Linked DNA regions of Mus musculus: region 1 is linked to region 2. A link is a contact called in public HiChIP or PLAC-seq data. All regions are on one chromosome and are shown on one strand. Each heading gives the region's core, a stretch centred on a gene start, on an enhancer-like site or on the middle of the called end of the contact. The rest is flanking DNA. Distances are from core to core; before and after follow the strand shown. Region 1 has its middle 29 kb from the start of Sertad2. Region 2 has its middle 6.2 kb from the start of Gm39606.

Region 1 (6,585 bases), core at 1,325-3,824, 140 kb before region 2:
CTTTGCCTCGTTCTGGCCAGGGACAACTGGGAGACAAAGGAATCATGTGCTGTTCTTAGCACAGATTCAGTCTTCTCACATCTGAGGCGGAGAAGGGTCGGAGCACACACAGGTTAAAGTGTAAGTAAGAGGTAAGGTGAATATGAACACCCAAGCCCTGAGCCAGGCTGGCCAGACCTTCAGGGAGAAAGGCCATCGGGTCCCAGAGTGGCCACAGTGATGTGTGCAGCCCAACACTTTCGTGAGAGCAATCCCCTCTACCCAGCAAGTGTCTACACAGAAAGCCTTGTTGAATAGCACACACAGGCACACAGGACAACAGAAAGGTCTCAGTGGTTAGGGTCATCTAATGAGGCAGACAGTGCTAGACTCCCGGAGGAAGGGAGGGGAGCTTAGAGGAAGAAAATGGAGGAGGCGCTGATCACTATAAAGATCAGATACAATCAAACCATATCACCTAAGATATTATTCCCTTCATTTTATTTATTTTCACGTATGTGAGTATTTTCCCTGCACACTTGTCTGCACTACGTGTGTTGTGTGACTGGTTCCCTCAGAGGTCAGAAGAAGGCAGCAGATCCCCTGGAATTGGGGTTACAGATGACTGTGAACTGCCATGTGGGTGTTGGCAATCTAACCTGGGTCCTCTGGAAAAGCGTACAGGGCACTTGACTGCTGGGCCACATCTTCACTCCTAATATTATTCCTTTTGTTGTTGTTGTTGGTTTTTTTTGTTTGTTTTTTGGGTTTTTTTGTTTTTTTTTGTTTTTGTTTTTTTTTTTTTTTTTTTTGGTTTTTCGAGACAAGGTTTCTCTGTGTTCCCCTGGCTGTCCTGGAACTCACTTTGTAGACCAGGCTGGCCTTGAACTCAGAAATCCTCCTGCCTCTGCCTCCCAAGTGCTGGGATTAAAGGCGGTATTATTTCTTTTAATTTAGATATAAACCCATAAATGAGAGCTTTGCTCTGGGAAAAACTCCAGAGACTAACACAATCAGACCCAGAATGCATGCAAACTGAGGAGGGCACCCACAGTCATTCAGAAACATAGCTTATTCTTGAACGCACAGGCTTTCTAACTCAGAGTTCATTCTCAAATCTTTAGCCATATTTTAGACTACAAAAGAAATAATTATTACTAAGTTAAAACACTAAAAAAAACCTGAAGTACAATAGAAGCCATTCTTCTCCAAGAATAAATCTTGCTATTAAAAGAGTTGAGCACACACAGATCTGTAGAAAAATACTCTGTAATGTCTCAGAGCCACGATGCATAAGGCATTCCTAAGACTAAAAGAAAAGCTGGGGCTGCTACAAGGTCAGTTCTCAAATATGTACGTGTCTAACCAATTAGAAATTCTGCGTTACTTTCAATGAACAAAATTACCCTACACAAAATGGCCGCATCACTGGCACATGAGGTCACTTCTCAGAACAGCAAGGGCAGTTTAACAAGTTTTAAAAATACACTGAATAAAGGCTCCCTTCTCCAGACAACAAAATATATACACAGCAGTCAAACTTGCTGTCGGAGTTGTGTCATAATTGCTTGTGACCCCACAAGTAGAGCAACAGTTCTTTACTACAACTTTTTAAAATTCACAATGTTAGCTGGGTACATGTTTTTCAACACTAATGATGCAGATCACATGGTCTCAAAAGCACATAAGCTTTCTCTCTCTTTGTACAGAGACTTCTGTTCTATTGTTTGTTTTTGGAGAATAGATGTGACCGTGGGATAGGGTAGGAGACAACTTTAAGGCTGGGAGAGGCCCGGTAAGTTCATCTAAGACTTTCACTTAAAACAGTCATTGGTCCCATTTACCGAGGACTACCTTCCTGGCTGTGGTAACATGCCTCTTTTAGGAAGGGTGTGTGTGTCAGGGAGATTAGTGTGGTTTTTTTTTTTTTTTTAATGCAAACTACCCATATGGGTTTGGTGAACTTTTTTGGGATGGTTGTTTTAAAACTAACAAACAAAAAAGGAAAAAAAGGAAAAGTTTCTTCCCCAAGTGGACAAAGACTTGGGCCCTCTAATGCATTGTTTTTATAACCTGGAAACTGATTGGGCGACACTCAATCTCCGAGATTAAAATCACTTAGTGAATATTGTATCGCTCCGCTGCTCTCGCTCGCTCGCTCGCTCGTCCTCTTGGCATGTGGGGCCCCACACTGCTGCTTCTGCTGGCGCACTTAGCCGCTAATGAAACCTGGCCTCGGAGCAGCTGCCCGAGTCTATGTCAAACTGCATCTGGCATCCATCTATCTTCCCCCCATCGAAATTCACCTCTGAAGTCATACAAAGCAGTGAGGGCTCGCTCCCCGGGCCACAACAACACACCGGTCTTTGTTTCATCAAGACTGAGAAGTAATTGTAGACTCATGTTTTATTATTTTATTTTACATTTATTACATATTTTAGCACGGTGGCTTTTGAAAGGAATAGTGGAATGGTGTTTTTAATACAGATACCACCAAGACCTGACAACACTCTGTAAACATTTCCTCGACCAGCAGTGGCCCAGCTTTGGCTGCAGCAGAATGTCGCAGGGTATGCCAGTAGACACAATGCTGCCAACGGATCCCAGACAAAGAGGCGAGGCTGCTTACAATTCTAGAGTTGTCACGGTTGTTAAATATGCTGCACTACAAAACCTCCTAGTCCTCGGGGCTTCTCCTATCAGTTCTGTGGCATTAGCAGAAATGCTGTTTTAGCAAAAAAATTATTGATGTGCTCTCAAGACATAATTTTCAAGAACTGTTATTTGAGAATAGTGTTCCTTAGTATACACACACATTAAGTTTTAAATGTAGTGTTTAAATGATACACTCTTGTGAGCATGATAATAATGGACCACTGAAGAAGTAGAGGCAAGAATCTCTCAAGTTCAAGACCAGCCTGTGCTGTATAGCGCGATTGTGTCAAAAACAGAGATGAGCTCTTCTAACACTTTAGTTGGCTCATTTCATAATAACTGGCTCTCTCCTGGTCTTCTGATGATATGACCTGTATATACAGGGACATTACTTTCTTTAATTCTGATGACTACAACTTGAATTATAAAGGAGATAAGAAGCATCTACCAAAGAGTCTACAGGAAGCTCTCCAGTCACAGATGACGCCTAAAATAGACCCAGGTCAGAAGCAATAGAACACAGTATTTTTTGCTTATTTGTGAACTTTAATTCTAAGACAGGCAGACACATGGGAAGATATGCCGTCAATTTCCTTACACTTTTTAAATACGCACTGGGGACTGAACCCAGGTCCTTGAAGCATACTAACCAAATGCTTTACTGCTGAGCTATACCCCCAGCCCAGCCCTACAGTTTCAAAAGGCCCTGTAATAACTCTATGTACTATTTCAAGCTTTGTGTCAGTATATAATTCAGTAACAGAAACTTCTCATACACTAATGTACAACTAACGTTACAGTATCCATTTCTGAAACTGTTTTAGGAACTCAAACAGAAAATCTGGACTGACTGACTGACTGACTGACTGGCTGATATTCTCCCTCCTCTCTTGCCCTGGCCTCTGGTGGCCTGCTTTACTCTGCTGCCGCCAAGGGCTTGTGAAGCCATGGGCCTGGTTATTTTAGGCACATCACTGCCAACATGTAGCATTTGCCCTTTTATGTATGGGTTCTCTCACTTGGGGTCTGTCTTCCAGATTCATAAATGTTGTGACATTAATATGTTTTTTCTGTTTGTGTTTTGAGACAAGATTTCATTCTCTAACCCAGGCTGACCTCAAACTCCTGGTGATCCTCCTGTCTCTGTCTTCCAAAAGCTAGGATTATGAGTATACAATACCACATCTAGAAATTTCTTTCTCCCACCTAATTTTGCATTGTAGAGATATCCCACATTTTGTTTACCTACTCAATTCTGAATGAACATTTGGAAATAATAAACATTTTTTACCTTCTGATTAGTGTGAGCAATGTGGCTACAAATATTATCCACACGTATCTGTGTGAACTCCTGATCTTTCCACTTGGGGGTTAATATATGGAATGAAACTGTTGGGTTATAGATGCTTAACTTTCTCAGGACCAAATAATGGCTTTTGAAAAACAAATCTTTTGAAGCGTCATCTTGTCCTTGTAATGACCACAAGTTGCGGTCATGAGTAAAGGTCTCCCTCTGAGCTATGTGGAGGCCTCCAGATGCTTTTCTTGATAAATTAGTGGCCAGTTCTCAGAGCTCACCTACCTGAGCTGGTCTATACAGTTCCCCACTCCCTTCTTCAGGAACACTCAGTCCACATGGCTTCCAGGACAGCATAGACCTCACTTTCTTCCCTTCTGCTGGTTCATACTTCTCTCCCAGTGGCCTCTGGCCTTTCTCTGGTCTCTAAAACTCTACAGTATTGCAGTGGCATCGTCCTTGGGTCTCTTTACAAAACTCTGTTCATGTAGTTTCAACATCTTAATGCAACATTCCAGTGTGTATCTTCAGCCTGTATTCTTCCCTGTGCTCCAGATTCGAATCTCCAATTGGAAATGTGGGCATTAGAATCCAACATCCTTCCTCCATTTACCCTGAGAGCTAGACTGTTGCTTATTCCTTCCAAGCTCATGACAGCACTTATCCAAGTCCCCAGCTCCAAATGCCTTGAAGCTACCATCATCTTCCTCATCCAGTCCTGCTCTTCATCTCTCACATCCCACCCTACTCCATCCACCCACCCACTCACATACATGTGTATCCATCCAACTGTCCTTGCAGCCCAGGGCGGGATGTAGACGAGGGGTAGAGGTTTATTTAGCATGTAAAGGCCCAGGCTCCAGCCTACAACTATACACACAAAACAACAACCTGAATGTGGACAGACATAGATTAACCACAATTCCAGTACCATCAGCCCTCTCTGAATCACTGTCACCTCTTATGCTGGCACTGGCATCGCTTCGGGAGATTGTACTTTCCTTTGTCTCCTAAGATTCATTTTACTTTTAACTATGTGTATGTGTGTGGAGGTATGCACATGAATACAGATTCCCACAGATGCCAGAAGAGAGTTCAAATCCCCCATTGTTGGAATTACAGGTGGTTGTAAAGCACCCATCGTGGTTACTATGAGTCAAACTCGGGTCCTCTGCAAGACCAGTTTGCAATCTTAACTGCAGAGCCATCTCTTCAGCCTAGGTTACACTCTCTTCCTCCTTCTTACCACTGACCCTCAATCCTCTTTATTTTACTTTTTAGATTTTATGTACTTGGGTGTTTTGCCGTCATGAAGGTATGTGTAACACACACACACACACACACATGCTTGCTGCCCTTGGAGGTCAAAAGAGGGATGTAGCTGATCCCGTGAAACTGAAGTTAGGGGTAGATGTGAATCACCATGTTGTGCTGGGAACTGAATCCAAGTTGTCTGCTAGAGAAGTCAGTGCTCTTAAATGCTGAGCCATCTCTCCAGCCCCCAGCATTTAAAAATGTAGGTTGGGTCATGCCATCCTTCCACTCCAAATCCAACAATGACCTCGCACTTCAATCAGTAAAGGCTAAAAGGTTCAACACCTTCTCCACCCTCACCATCCCTGGAAGCCCAGCACAGACTGCTCTCCTTGCTCACTCTTATTCTACCAACTCTTCTGTCCCTTGTGAGTTTATGTGGACAGGTTACTTCTCCTTGGAGTGTTCTCCTTCCAGATCTACACGGCTATATTAGGGTTCCATATAAATGTGTGCGTTTGTGTGTGTGTGTGTGTGTGCGTGTGTGTGCGTGTGTGTGTGTGTGTGTGTAGTTTATTGGAAGGACATATGGGCTGCAGTCCAGCTAATCCAACAATGGCTGGCTATGAAAGAAATTCCAAGAATTGAGAAGTTGTTCAGTCCACAAGGCTGGATGCCTCTGCTAGTCTGCAGTAAATGCTAGTATCCTGAAGACATAGGCCTCTAATACCAGTGAAGGAATGGACTTGCTAGTGAGGGGAGAGCAAGCAAAGAGGAAAGCTTCCTTTGTTGTTGTTGTTTTGTTCTTTTCTTTGTTTTTTAAAGACAGAGTTTTTCTGTGTAGTCCTGGACTAGAGCTTACTCTAGCCTCAAACTTACAAATATCTACCTGCCTCTGCCTCCCAAGGGCTAGGATTAGAGGTGTGGCCACCAGGTAAAAGCTTCCTTCCTCTCTGTCCTTGTATAGGCTTCCAGCAGAAGGTGTGGCCCAGGTTAAAGGTGTGTCTTTAACCTGCTGCAAAGGTCCAGACTAGAAGCTGATTCACCCTCTTCAAACCAAGCAAAAATAATCTCACAGCTGTGCTCTTCTTTGTAGTTCCTTCCAAATGTAGCTAAGTTGACAACCCAAAACAGCCATCACAAGTCTACTCCTTGTCAACTTGACACACAATCATGTATCTCCCATGTCATGATTAATTTCCAAATGAAAACAACAATGGGTCATAATAACACCCAAATAACTATCCCACACACAATCACAAAAACATATATATTTAACCCGGTCATAATTACATCTAATGATATAACTGCCCTTCCTATAACTGCAAATGCATTAGAAATTTAGAATAGGTGGCAATGTCCCTCAGGGGACATTCCTTTAGTATCTCAAGCTTAAATAT
Region 2 (5,995 bases), core at 359-2,858:
GGCAGGAAGAAGGCTCATGGTAAAACTTTCTCCAGTGTTGTATCCACGAGGCAAGCATCGCTCTCCTGAGATGCCCCCAGCCCTCGTTCTAACAACTCCACCTCATGTAAAAACATTGATCTGAGCCAGGTATGGTGGCACATGCCTCTAGTTCCCTGAGTTGAGACCAGCCTGGCCTACAGAGTAAGTTTCAGGATAGCCAGGGTTACTCAGATAAACTCTGTCTTGAACCCCTGCCTCTCCCCCAAAACATATATCTGCATGTACAGGAAATGTGACAATCTCCCCTTCAGGGAGATAAGTGATAGGTGACCTTTGACCCCTTCTTTCTATTTTTTGCCCAAATTCCTTTGTGTAGAGAATGTTCTACTCATATTCAGAAGGAAGGTTTTTCTTTTCTTTCTATTATTCTTAAAAAGCTGTCATATATCCTTTTTATCTTTTTCTTCAAGATCTAGCAAAGAATGAGGAGGATTGCGCCACTGAGCCAATCCTCACACAGAACTCTTTTATTCTTTAATCTTAGAACCTTTTTTTTTTTTTTTGAGACAGCCCAGGCTGTCCTTGAACTCCTGATCCTCCTGCCTCTACCTCCTTAGTGGTAGGATTACAGACACAAGGCACCATGTCTAGTTTTTAGAGCTTTAAAAAAAGTATCCTCCCTCCACATGACAGGCAATATGGATAAAGGAACAGTCCTTTGTGTGTTCATAAGTTTTACCCATAATGTACTGCTGTGCAGCTTCCTTTGGGGTGAAGCTCCAGGCTCTGAGGGTGAAACTTCATGGGGAATGTGTGCCTAGCATATCTGAAGCCATGGGTACAACCCCTAGCACCAAAAAATAAACAAGATCTAAACCAGGTGGTGGTGGTGGTGCATGCCTTTAATCCCAGCACTCCGGAGGCAGAGACAGGCGAGCTCTGAGTTTGAGGCCAGCCTGGTCACAGAGTGAGTTCTAGAACAGCAAAGGCTACACAGAGAAACCCTGTCTTAGAACAAAGGAAAAAAAAATCTAACAAAGAATTAATCAAGCTACGTCCAACCTTACTTCAGGAGTCACTTCCTTCAGAGCATGGGAGAGGTATTAACCAATAACTCACACACCTCAGGTGGGCACTGGGCCTTGCAACCAAGCCCCCTGGAGTGCTGGAGATACCACACCACCATAGCGCCTCTCACTGGAGTGTCCACCAGGATAGTGCAGCCTTGAAGGTATGTGACACCAAGTGTCCCTTCCCCCACACTGGCTGGATATGAGCCCTGGGGTCTGAGTGGGGTGAACATTTTCTGGCTTCAAGAGCTTTCTTCTGCTTTCAGAGTCCCTTCCAGGCTGATCTTCCACTTCTCCAGAGTCCTTCGCTTTTGTGTTTGGGCCAGCAGGAAAAAAGCCCTTGGCTTGGCTCCTTATCTGTCAGGAATCCAACATTTCCAGGGGGCTTGCTTGGTTTCAAGTATTGCCCGAGTCTTTTCTTCCCTCTGTAGCTGAGCTTTTAGCCAGGATTTCTTGGCTCTTAGAAAGATCGAATGCTTGCCTCCCCGAGTGCTCTAGGTCTGTGTTTCATTTGCAGCTGCCTGGCCCTGCACTGGGCGACAGTCTCAGTCCTCCCCTGCCAGCCCATCCCATCATACAGGGCCAACAGAGGAGGTCCTTTGTGTGGTTGTCCTGCAGTGTGGGAGGGAAATGCTTCCAGTTTCCTCCACGGCCCCGTGTCTGCCTTTACCTCAGCACAGCCCAGGGGCAGGGTGGCACTGACTTCAAGAGTGCGCTGGCCATCTCCTAGACCTAGCAAAGAACGGAATGCCAACCCTAAACAGCCCTGGCCCCTAACTGCTTCTAAGTCAGATTGGGAACAGCTCAGCACCTGGTACTTTCCTGACAGAACTTTGCAGCTGATCTTTCCCCACTGGGTTTGGCAAAGCTGTAAAGATTTGGAACCAAAAGAATTCATCAGTTCTGTAGTGCATTATGCCTCAGGCTCTGCCTGCCTAGGGTCTCCTTCCTGGATTCCCCCAGGCACACCCTGACTTTGAAGTCCTCTGGCCTGATGCGTGGCTGCCAGGCCCTGGAGTACAAGTGTCAGGGAAAAGACTGTGGCTTATTTTGGTGGCATTGTTGTCACTCCACGGCCGAGAAAGCAGCTGAGCTCTAGTTTATAGGTAACGGCTGGCAGCCAGTTTAGGACATGAACACAGAAGCAGAGAACTCAAGGACTCTCCAGTGTGTCTCGATCACCAAGGGTGGCCCGTGCCCTGGCATCTATCTCCCAGAAGAGAAGCTACATGGGCAAGCAACAAGGCCTTGGCAAGGCACCCTTCTTTCCTACTGGGGACTGTAAGGGGTGGCCCCGTGCTCTGCTTGTTCCGGGTACCGTGGCTTACATGCAGATAAATAGTATTTGGAGCCTAAGGAAAGTAACTGTGACCAGTGTGCAGTTTTACCTGGTTAGGGAGGAAAGCGGTTGAGTCAGTGGGGAGGGCCTCTGACAGTTCTCACCTCAGTGAGTGTTTGGAAGACAAAGCAGGTCATGGAGAGGCTGCCTTCTTCCAGAGTTACCCAAACCCAAAAGGTTTTGAGTGCTTTGAAGATGAAGGGTCTCTGTCTTAGTTAGGGTTTCATTGCTGTGAGGAGACACCGTGACCAAGGCAACTCTTATAAAGGATAACACTTAATTGGGGCTGACTTACAGGTTCAGAGGTTCGGTCGGTTATCATTATGTTAGAAAGCATAGCAGTACGCAGGCAGACATGGTGCTGGAGGAGCTGAGAGTTCTACATTTTGATCCGAAGGCATCTAGGACGACAGTCTTCCAGACAGCTAGGAGGAGGGTCTCAAAGCCCACACCACAGTGACGCACTTCCTCTAAGGCCACACCTACTCCAACAAGGCCACACCCCCTAATAGTGCTCCTTCCTGGGCCAAGCAGAGTCAAACCACCAGAGTCCCCTTAGAAGCTTTGCACCCAGGGAGTTCCTTTGTCCTCCTGCAACATAGCAGGTAACTCCCCCTTCATTCTTGAGTTACCCTACTCATAGGCGGTCAGGCTCTAGCCTCAGATACAGACAAAAAAACTGATGCTCGGAGTTTGTCCGACTGCTCAAGGTCTGTGAGCGCCAGAGCCATGAAGCCAGTGAGGTCTCAGGCAGGGGCTGGGGATGCGATGCGAGACCCTGTCTCCAGCACCCACTGGCAGTCCCCAGATCCCAGCTCTGGCCCTGCAGGACCTCAGCTCAGGAACACACTGTGGGGTTAGAGGAAGCCTTGCTGCGAGGGGAAGCTGGATCTTGTTTGTATCACACTCCGCTGGCACATCGTGAAGCAAGAGCTCTGTTGTAGCTGAGCTGGTGCACAAAGTCATTGCATGGTGTGCATCCAATGAGGGAAGTAATCCACTCCGAAGCAGGGCGCTGAAGACACCAGGAGCTAGAGGAGAAGGCTGAGAATCACAGCCAGCCAAAGTGATTGGGGTCCCATGTAAAGGAAGCTGTCTGGGAGGCTTCCAGCAGGATCAAATATGGAAGCCTGTGTTTCCTGACGCTTGTCATTTGGTGGGCTTGTGCAAGTCTTGACCTTTTGACCTCTAAGACCCTCACTAGAGAGACTTCTGAGGCCAAGCACCTTGGACCCTAGAATGTCCTTTTGTTCCCAGTCACTGCCATTGTTACTTAGCCACAGAGAGAGAGGTACAACACCAGAAATAAAGAAGCAAAGTGAGCTGGAGGTCAGGAGTTCAAGACCGCCCTCAGCTAAAATATGTGTTCCAGCTCACCTGGGTTACACACACACACACACACACACACACACACACACATATATACACATACACACGCACACACACACACACACACACACACACACTGAATGTCACAGATGTCATGCCTGTAATTGATGCTAACCTTGGACAATATAGCAAGACCAGCTGCAAAAATAAATACATAGACAAAATTGAATGTACAACTTTAAAATAAAATAACCCCAGCTCTTCGGAATGCTCATCACCAGGCCCTCCCCACCGCCGCTTCTCCTTAAGGTCACTGAACACTGCCTCCTCTCCTCTGTCATTATCTGGTTAGGATGACATAGAACTCTTGATATTTCTGCCTCTGCCTCCCAAGTGCTGGGACTGGGGTCAGCCATATGGTAAAGGTGTTTATGTCTAGCCTGAATGGTTCTTGGGGTAAGAGGCTGACCCTGACCACATGCTGGGACTACAGGTGTGGGTCACATCGCTCAGACAACACACCACAGTATAAAAGCATGCACAGCTTGTTCCTAGGTCCCTGGTGCCTTTTCCTCTCTGGTAGCTTCCACCCCAGGTCTCATGTCCTGACTGTTTCCTCTGTTGGAGCATTTGTCTACACATCTTGAGGGTGGCCCTCTTCTTGCTGGTAAGGTCTCAAGTGCCCCTCTCCAGGAGGCATCTTCCAGACCAGCACTGCACCTCAGCCCTATAGTGTTAGTGTGGGTTAGCCCTTTTCCCTTATCCCTTCCACCTCCCCACCTTTCCCAGGCCCGTCCTCATTCTCCAGGATTTTCCTCCTGCCTCAGCCTTTGAGCTCTGGGATTTCAGGCACGGGTCATTATATACAGCCTACTTTAATTTCTCCATATATTCACCAATATATAAAACGGTTTAACTTTGGATCTACTCTGCTCTTCCTATTAAGATATAAAATACTGCAATAGGGGAGATGCCTCACTTGGGAAAGAGCCTGCCAAGCATGTATAAGGACCTGAATTTGGAGCACTGATGTAAAATTGTTACAGGACATCTGTCACCCCCTGGGGGTGGTGGCAGGAAGACAGAGCCCTCTGGTCAGCAGGCCTAGCTGAACCATTATGTTTACTGAGAGACTGCATTCCTTACTTGCCTTGATGCTCTGACAAAAGTGACATTAATTTACATCATGGTTGGGGAGCAGCAGGAACTTCAGGGAGCTGAGCCCATTGCTTTGCAGTCAGCAAAAAGAGAGGAATGGATATTCAGGATTAGATAGCTCCCTCCTGTTTATGTAGTCCAGGACCCAAGCCCAGGGAACCACAAAATCTTCCATGTCAATCAAGACACCCTCTAAGGTATGCCAGGTGATTCCATCCAAGTTCTGTCAAGTTGACAATTCATAGTGATACTCACAGGAGCCGTGTCTCCAGTGGACAGTGATGGAGGAGGACACTGATCTGGTCTCCTCAGGTACTTACACACATGCATGTGTACCCACACGAACACACAGACACCACATACCCACACATTTAAATATATATGTACACACACCAGTGGTTCTCAATCTCCCCCGTGCTTCAACCTTTAATACAGTCCCTCATGTTGTGGTGACCCCCAACCATACAATAACTCTAAGTTTGCTGCTGTTATGAACTGTAACGTAAATTTCTGATATGTGGGGTATCTGATATTCGACCCTTAAAGAGGTCACGGCACACAGGTTGAGAACTGCTGACATACACAAACGTTTTTTAAATACTAGGCTTGGACTGTAGCACACTGGTAGAGTGCCTTCCTAGCCTGTATGAGGTTCTGAGCTCCATCCGATAAAAAAGGTGGGTGTTGGCCGGCTGCAATCAGACGGCCTGGTGCACTCTGAGCACGCACTGAATTTGATATAAGCACTCACTGGAGAAGGAACACAGAAACCCAATTTGTGAAGATGGTGCCATCTCAGGATGGCTACTGCAGGACCGGAGAGGGAAGCCAGAGAGTTCCCTGCTTCCCAGGGGTTGGCTGTGAACAGAAGACTGGGCGGGGTAAATAGAAGATGGACAGGCGAGAGCAATTCTAAGCATTCCTCCCCAGGTCTGAGTTAGCCGCGCTGCTGAGGAGGTCGGATCAAGGAGCAGGAAATTCCTAGCAAAGGTTTCAGGATGATTAATAGGTTGAGGGGTACACAGCATCTCTGCATCCTTAACTAAGTGCTTTCTCGTGGGAGCCTAGGATTTTTAGAAGACAAAGACATCCAGAAGAGTCTGGGAACCATGGGGAA

Evidence for each region. HiChIP or PLAC-seq counts read pairs in DNA pulled down with a chosen protein or histone mark.
Region 1: a contact with region 2 is called in an H3K27ac HiChIP or PLAC-seq map of neural progenitor cells, with 5 times the contacts expected there. The contact joins two enhancer-like sites. A contact is called at or near these places in 6 of 15 datasets of contacts at CTCF or cohesin (CD8 T cells, the G1E-ER4 cell line, the NIH/3T3 cell line and 2 more), 43 of 484 Hi-C or Micro-C datasets (B cells, CD4 T cells, CD8 T cells and 15 more), 23 of 115 datasets of contacts at active chromatin or transcription factors (the 230-238 cell line, bone marrow-derived macrophages, embryonic basal ganglia and 12 more) and 3 of 9 other capture datasets (adipose tissue, embryonic stem cells and liver).

Annotation. Positions count from the first base shown.
Region 1 is chr11:20,599,235-20,605,819 of GRCm38.p6, reverse strand. It overlaps a transcript of Sertad2 not described here. Among named protein-coding and RNA genes, the nearest start is that of Sertad2, 29 kb to the left of the region's middle. Within about 2 kb of position 2,574, at least 64 of the 459 cell types and tissues checked have an H3K27ac peak or open chromatin away from gene starts, as enhancers often do. A contact at or near this core is called in cerebral cortex and neural progenitor cells, where this site is marked.
Region 2 is chr11:20,456,259-20,462,253 of GRCm38.p6, reverse strand. No RefSeq gene overlaps it. Among named protein-coding and RNA genes, the nearest start is that of Gm39606, 6.2 kb to the right of the region's middle. Within about 2 kb of position 1,608, at least 63 of the 459 cell types and tissues checked have an H3K27ac peak or open chromatin away from gene starts, as enhancers often do. A contact at or near this core is called in cerebral cortex and neural progenitor cells, where this site is marked.